2 separate regions of the Anser cygnoides genome follow, and region 1 is linked to region 2. The links are chromatin contacts, called in public Hi-C maps. All regions are on one chromosome and are shown on one strand. The core of a region is the stretch at or near the end of the contact, and the rest is flanking DNA. Distances in the headings are between cores, read along the strand shown. Region 1 overlaps SMIM14 (small integral membrane protein 14). Region 2 holds the start of KLB (klotho beta).

Region 1 (3,787 bases), core at 52-2,551, 80 kb before region 2:
GTGACTTGATTATTTTTCTGTCTCTCATTTTACTTGACTAAGCCAGGTTCTGTTTTGTTTCCTTTTCTTCTTAATTCATAATACCGTGATGGTTTTATAGACAATGGATTTTATATCTCTAATGCACGTGACATTTTAAAAGATTTTTTTGCTACTTATTAGGCTGCCTGGAAGATGCTGTTCATGCCCGCAGTTCTTATAACTTACGTACATGTGCATAAGTGGCATTGATTTACCTTTTGTTAAATGTTCTATCGTTTTTCCTGAAGTGGATTTTTCAGGTTTCTCATTGGTGTTTTGCACATAGTAAACTTCTGTAGCATGGCCACCATAAATAATAAGCAAATATTATGATTTCCAAGTATTCCTAGCAAACAGCAGAAATCAAAAATCCTTGGCTGTGACTTCATAAATATTATTTCCAGTATGTAATACCCATGACGCCATCTGTTATGATTTGGAGTTGTTGTATAACAATTTGACTATTGTATATTGGGCTCACTATTTACACTATGGATATAACAGATAATTGGGAACTTCCATAAAAGGAAGTAAGCATAGAAGAAAAATATCATCAGATTTTCCATCCTCTGCAAATACACAAGCGTTGTTAGGAGACAATGACAGACCTGTTAGTTCGTATGACTTTATCTCCTGTTCAGTCTCTTCCACCTACAAAACCTATTTTGACAAGAAGAGCCAAAGTTCAAGAATGAAGAACAACAAACAAAATCAAGGACTTTAATGGGGAGGACACTTGACAGACAATGGACCAGTTGTTTAAAAGATTTTCAGTGAAGGATATTCTGTGGTATCCAGAGAAAATTATTCCTGTCTTAGTTGTGGCAGAGGATAGCAAATCTCTGGATGAGAATGATGTTATATTTAAATCTTTGTATTTCCCTTTTCTTCGTTTCTCTTGCAAAATAAAAATCTGATCACACTATATAGTTCCTCTAGACTTCCATGCTATTTGAGTAAACATGTGATCCATGATCCAAGTGTGAAAACTAGACTGTGAAAGCCCGAGGTGGCAGGAATAATCATGCAGAGAACATCTTTCATGAAGCCTGACACCTGTATATGACTACTTAAAGTGGCCAGAAATGTCGAAGTGAGCCAGCGGCACCTAATTTTGTATGGTGTAAAGGTCCTTTAGTTTTTCTCTGATACAGCATTATTTGCTTTACTGAAACTGTGACTTTAGATTTCCTTCATACTGGGTTCTACAAAAACGAGCAATATGTTCTTTCCCCAAAGCATTTCTAATTCTGTAATATAAAAGGACCCGTTCTGATGAACAGCCAACAGTTCTGCTGCGGAGATTTGATGGCCTTACAGACCTCTTTGGGAATTACAACCTTGTGCTATGCTCTTCTGTAGCTAATTGCAAAGTAATGGCCCATGTCTAGTTATGTTACTATACCAGAAGGCTTGAATGTTTCAAAAACTCTGGGGAATATAAAGCAAATCATTTTTTAATTTGTCTTGTATTTTGAGGTGCCATTTGATTTTTATAGCAAAAAGATGCAAATTTTCAAGCTATTTCCAAAGAAAAAAATGGTTCAAAACTCTTCTGTGAACCAGATTTCCACATAATTCTCTTGGCCAGGTCACTGTAGAGTCTTGTTGTTATAAACGGGCATAGTCTGAAATAGTATCCAGCATAGCCATGAGTCTTGGCTGAGCGAGACCTAGTGCAAACAGCACAGAATAAACACATGACTAAAATAGATCTGCGTTGTTTGCTGCAAATGGTTGAAAAGTTCTCAGGATGTCAGCACAGCTAAGCCCGACTTAAATAGTCCTTCAGGCATCCAGCAAAAATGAGTTACCCTACTGATGTGGCTTTCTACTGAAAGCAGAGCAGAACTACACTGAATGAATATGTGGTGATTTAAGGTGACCTAAATATGGAGGTTGCCCTGGAGACTTGTTACCCATGTTCCATGGCATTTGCCTTCTAAGTTATTTTTTAATAGCAGTTGCTACTGCTGCTAGTCTGTAGCCCTTCTGCTCCCTGGCTGCTTGGCTAAGGAAGTCACATTTTGTTCTCACTGACCCCTTTTCTTCCAGACCCATGCCTTCTGTTCCCAGTTTCTTGGAGTCCAGGCTGATTCAGAAAGGACCCTTCCCAAGAGCTGAACGTTAGGTTGTTCATTAGGATGAAGAAGAAGTTACCATCCTTCTGAGATGCAGGAGAGACCTGATGTACCTCCTAAGGCACTGTGCCAAAAGAATAAAACACAGGAGGAGAGTGGCAGGATACTAGCTGGTCCTGAGCACCCTTTGCTCCACTGATTTCACTGGGTGCTCATGATGCTGGCTCTGCACAACTTAAGGTCCCAAAACTATATCACAAAAATTATGCACTGCTAATGGCCTGTAAACTAAAAACTAATTCTAGATCAAGCAGTACAAATGAAGGCTATTTTTCTAGACAGGTGAGTGTTTAAAAAAAAAACAAACATGAAAAATGTTGTCCACTCTAGGTCTAAGTCCCATGGAGACCATTTTTGCCTATAAGGGGTTAGGTTTCAGAACTGCTGAAGGTGCCTGGCATTCTTTGCATTTCCCATTACTGAGTTTTGTAGCATGATGGAAGCTGCAGTTTTTTAACTTGTGTGTGTGTATACACACAAATACATGCATACATATAAAAAAAGGAATAAATAAAAACAATATAGTAGTAAATATATATATAACCATTGTATTTAAAAAGTTATATTTAAATATAAATATATCTATATATACGTATATCACACTTATATATATGTATTTATAAAAATATAATGTCTTAGTCACCCCTCATGACTGTCTCAAAATGAAGCTTGTGTAGTCTAACAGTATTGCGAGCAGTGCGGAAGAATAGGCATTGAGAATTCTGGCCGCTTGATAATCCAGCGGTAGTTCCTAGACAGAACCTGCGTTATGGATGGCTGTGATGATCAGAGCTGTGTTACAGCCATCTCGTTTGAGGAACAAGGAGAAAATGGTGCTTTGTCTCTCAGACCACATGTGGATGTAATCAACACCGCACACTGGTAGAACTCCTAGTTCTAAGCCTTTGTCCTCAAGGCTGTCTACATGGGAGCACACTTTTCTTCTGCTAGCATGCATCATTTAGCAGAAGATACTCAGCTGGTCAAAAAACAAACATGTATTCTGTGTTTGTATTTCAGATGCAAGTTTGTTAGTAACCTCTTGGGAGATCTGTTTATGTTGTTCATGAATGTTTTCAAAGGTTTCTGTAGTGATATTGTTCGGTTATTTCTACCTTATCCATTTGTTGTCTAGTATTTCATGTAGTCAGAGGCACTGTGACCTCCTTATGCTGATCCAGACATTCACATTGCTTCATCCTCTTTTGCCTGACCCTCTGCTAATTCATTCTGCTTCACATTCACCTAGAGTAGGATGTCAAACATATCCCAGGTCCTCAAGGCCAGTACCAATAAAAGTTACACAATTGAGGGAAAATAAGGGAAGAATTGAAAAGGCAGGTCTGTGTGACACCAAGGAGAAAGAGAAAATGAAGAGAGGAATGAGTTCTTGGCAAATCAGTGCTCCTGGTCGTACAGCGGTCACTCATACTTACCTGCTGCATCTTCCGCCGTGAAATTTTATTTTTTCACTATGAAAGTTGGTGTAATGTTCTCCCTCTGTCATAAGTGGTTGGTGGTTCTGGGTCTCGAGACTTGGCTTGTAACCTGGGAATACTGTTCTGAAAGGTACCAGACATCCTTCTCACCCTTTTGCTGTGGGAGAGAAAATTATTTGTCACCTC
Region 2 (3,494 bases), core at 202-2,701:
AGATAGCCAATACATAAAATAGCACCAACATAAAAATTAAAATGCTGAAAATGCTACAGAAATAATGTAATTTTGAAACTCTTAAATACTGAAGGGGACATTTGTTTTCTTCTCAAACCAAGAACTGATGACCTCGCTAATTCAGTGATAAACATTTTGCAGTATGATCTTACTAAGCCAGAAGTAATCATATATACACATCTTCTACTGATAGTAAAACTGATCCAATAGGCAAATAGAACTAAATCTCTGTATAAACTAATGGAACGGTCATTTTAGCGTAGCTGAATGACTGAACAGTCATTTCAGTGTAACTAAATGAAAAGAAAAAAGAGGGAAAACTATGGTCTTTAATAGACAGATGTTGTAGGCAAAAAGAAATTTAAATAAATCAATAAACAAGCACCTTAAAACAAATAATTACTGAGTCAGCTGTTGTGACTACAACATTGAAATCAATTTGAGATTTTGAAAAAAAACAACTGCCTTAGCTAAGGGTTATTTCTTGATGTTTTCACATTCTTTGATTATTTTTTTAACATTGATTACACGATTGATTCATCCCATTATTTCCTATGACAGTGCAAGATCAGTTTATAAAACCTTACTATACTGTACCTTGATCAGATTGTGTCCTACAGTGTAGACAGTGGTTACTTTCCCTTTCTCTCCGGGAGCATGAATACCTGTGCCATACCCATGCCAAGCAACTAAGTAAGGATTATGGATGGTAATCCAATACTTAACACGATCCCCAAAGGTCTGGAAGCAAAAGGTGGCATAGTCGTTGAATATATCAATTACTGATTCATTTTTCCATCCCCCATATTGTTCTTGCAGTGTCAAGGGCAGGTCCCAGTGGTACAGGGTAACCACGGGGTCAATATTTCTGTAGACTAGAGAGTCAATAAGGGTGTTATAGTACTGGAGTCCTTTTTCGTTGGGAGCTGCTACCACCCCAGTGGGAAAAAGCCTCGACCACGAAATTGAAAACTGGTAAAAGGTAACTCCCAAAAAATCCAGAGCTGACAGATCTTTGTCCAGCAAGTTGTAACTGTCACTGGAAACGTCCGTGCTGTCAGCATCTCTGAACTCCGTGTGGATGAAGCGGTCCCAGATGGAGGATCCTTTCCCGTCCTTCCTCCAGCTGCCTTCCACCTGGAACGCCCCTGTCCCTATGCCCCAGAGAAACTCTTTGGGGAAAGTGTCATACAAAAACATCTGTGTTTCACTCACGGGACTGGAGTTAGGGTCCTTTTTCCACACAGATCTTCCCTCTCCGGCAAGCCCAGCGACTATCCTTATGAAAACTAATGTCCAAAAAGCAACAAATCTCTTCAGCCGTCGGCCACACATTATGCCGTTTTATAACGCCAGTGTTAAAAGTCAGATTTCCTTTACTGCCGCTGAAAAAAATCCATTCATTCCCTGGAGTCCCTGCTGTGCAGACTGTCTTCATTTGCCACTAACTGCTGGAGTGTCTTATCAAAGCTTCACTAAAAGCTTGCGATCGTAAAAGCCCTGTCAATGATTAGCCTGAACTGTGAGACCTGGAGTGGGTCAGAGAACAGCGTAATTTTTAGGGAGGTGGCCTCTGTATGATCACCGAGACACCTAGGCTGAGTTCTTCCTGCAGGAAAACATGTTACCTGAGCAATACGAAAAGCTCGGTCACTCGATGAGAGCATATAGGTGACAAAGGGTGCTCAGAAGCTATCCCATTCTTTGTTCCTCGTGCAGCTGTTTCAAGGAGAAGAAATAGAATTCAGACTACAGCCTCCATTTAAAAGGCAATTTATCAATTTTTAATGAATCACATGTTAAATAAAAAGAGCATGCCAGAAGGGTTTGGGGTCTTTTCCCAGAGTTTAACTTTACCTATGTGAAATTTAACGTACAACATTAGGATACAGTTTATTACTAGAACCAAGACAGACTCAATAAAAACAAACCAAACTCCATTTTTCCCCTCTCTGGACCATATTAATTTCTCTCTGAATTTTTTTCTTTGGGTACAAATCTCCACATATTTACCAATATCTTGTGAATATTTCCTCATATCATCCACTCAGAGAAAAGACCGAGCTTGCTCCTTTTCTGGGGAGACCCCTGAGTGCTATTTTGTCTCTCCCCACAGCATAGCAACTTAATGAAGATTACAACACTTAGACATATGCACATCCCACTGACTATGTATAAACACAAAGCAGGTCAATATTTCTTCCAAATACATGCACCCTTATAAAAGTCCTCTGTGCAGCTCTATGCACAGCAGCAGTACAAAATTAACAAGGTCTGTTCTAGTCCTTAAGCAATTTCCCTTAATTTCTTTAAATAAAAATAATTAGCAAAGATAATTAGGCTTGAGAGATGCTATTTTGGTATTGATTAATTTAACAATCTCAGTATATGCAGCTGGGTTATCAGTACAGTGAATATCTTACAGAGCAGCTAGACAATATTTTATAATCTCATCTTTTAACATATTTCAAATTACAGCAAAACTACATGCGTCAAGACATGGTAAATTTACTAAATACAGTAAGGCTGATGCCTGCTATTTTTGCTTTTCTTCAGGCACAGTAATATAAAATGTATTCACACTTAGATCACAGCTGCTCAAGAGCAATACGAGGCATCTTTACATGCAAGACAGTTATACACTGAAACCTGAGCATGGGAACCACTTACCACATAAGTATAGCACCGTGTTTGGATGAATTAGTCCTGCTGACATGTAGGAGATGAAAGTCCAGATGGACTGCTGGGCTACTGCTGCTTTATTGTTCCTGCTACCTCTGCGAGCATGTTTGCAAGCAGCCTGGGTGTCTTTGGCCAGCATTGCATAATGCCATTCAGACATACCTTGAGTTTAACAATTAAGCTGATTAAGACAATGGAAGATGGAAGACATATTATATTTGTTTTAAGATAAACAACAGAACATCTACCTTGACGCGTGTTTGTAAACATTTCTCTGCAGTGCCTGTACAAGAAACAGTTTCATCATAGATGTTGAAGAAAGCTCCCACCGACATCTTCTGCACTGCAGATCTCTACTGGCTGGGCTCTACTGTATTGTATGTTGTGAAACAGAACTGCAACACAAGTCTTTGTAGATGCTGCTATATCACTAAGGTAGTTTGTTACCACGATTACTGGATGTTTGAGTTCAGAACGCCCATAGAAGCTCTGTAACACTGTGGCTTTTTATTGGTGAGGTAAAACCATCAGGCTTCTCCCCAGCAACTAGAGCAGAGTTTGCACAACCTGCATCTTATTGCAGGCAACGGGGTGCATATACATGAGATGTGAAAGGTGCAGCAGAGACTTGTGCTCCCAGATGCTTAATCTGGACAAAGTCACGAACTGGATTTCTTTCCTTATTATTGATATGACTTGGAGCATGCCCCAATCAAGGTTTGGAAATGTTTTTCACTACAAGACTCCAAATCTAGTTTCTTACTGCTTTGTCACTTCAACTGTTCAGTCTA

The links. Hi-C and Micro-C count contacts between places; a contact is called where the count stands out from the background.
Region 1: a Hi-C map of liver shows a contact between it and region 2, with 3 times the contacts expected there. The contact joins the enhancer-like site here to the promoter of KLB in region 2. A contact is called at or near these places in 2 of 7 Hi-C or Micro-C datasets (both in liver).

What each region holds. Positions count from the first base shown.
Region 1 is chr4:24,288,450-24,292,236 of Taihu_goose_T2T_genome, reverse strand. The region is part of intron 3 of SMIM14 (small integral membrane protein 14); the gene reads left to right. Among named protein-coding and RNA genes, the nearest start is that of UGDH, 26 kb to the right of the region's middle. Within about 2 kb of position 1,301, at least 2 of the 3 cell types and tissues checked have open chromatin away from gene starts, as enhancers often do. A contact at or near this core is called in liver, where this site is marked.
Region 2 is chr4:24,209,135-24,212,628 of Taihu_goose_T2T_genome, reverse strand. It overlaps KLB (klotho beta), which reads right to left and starts at 1,451. Exons shown (of 5, transcript XM_048072865.2): 1 at 619-1,451. The coding sequence starts at 1,356.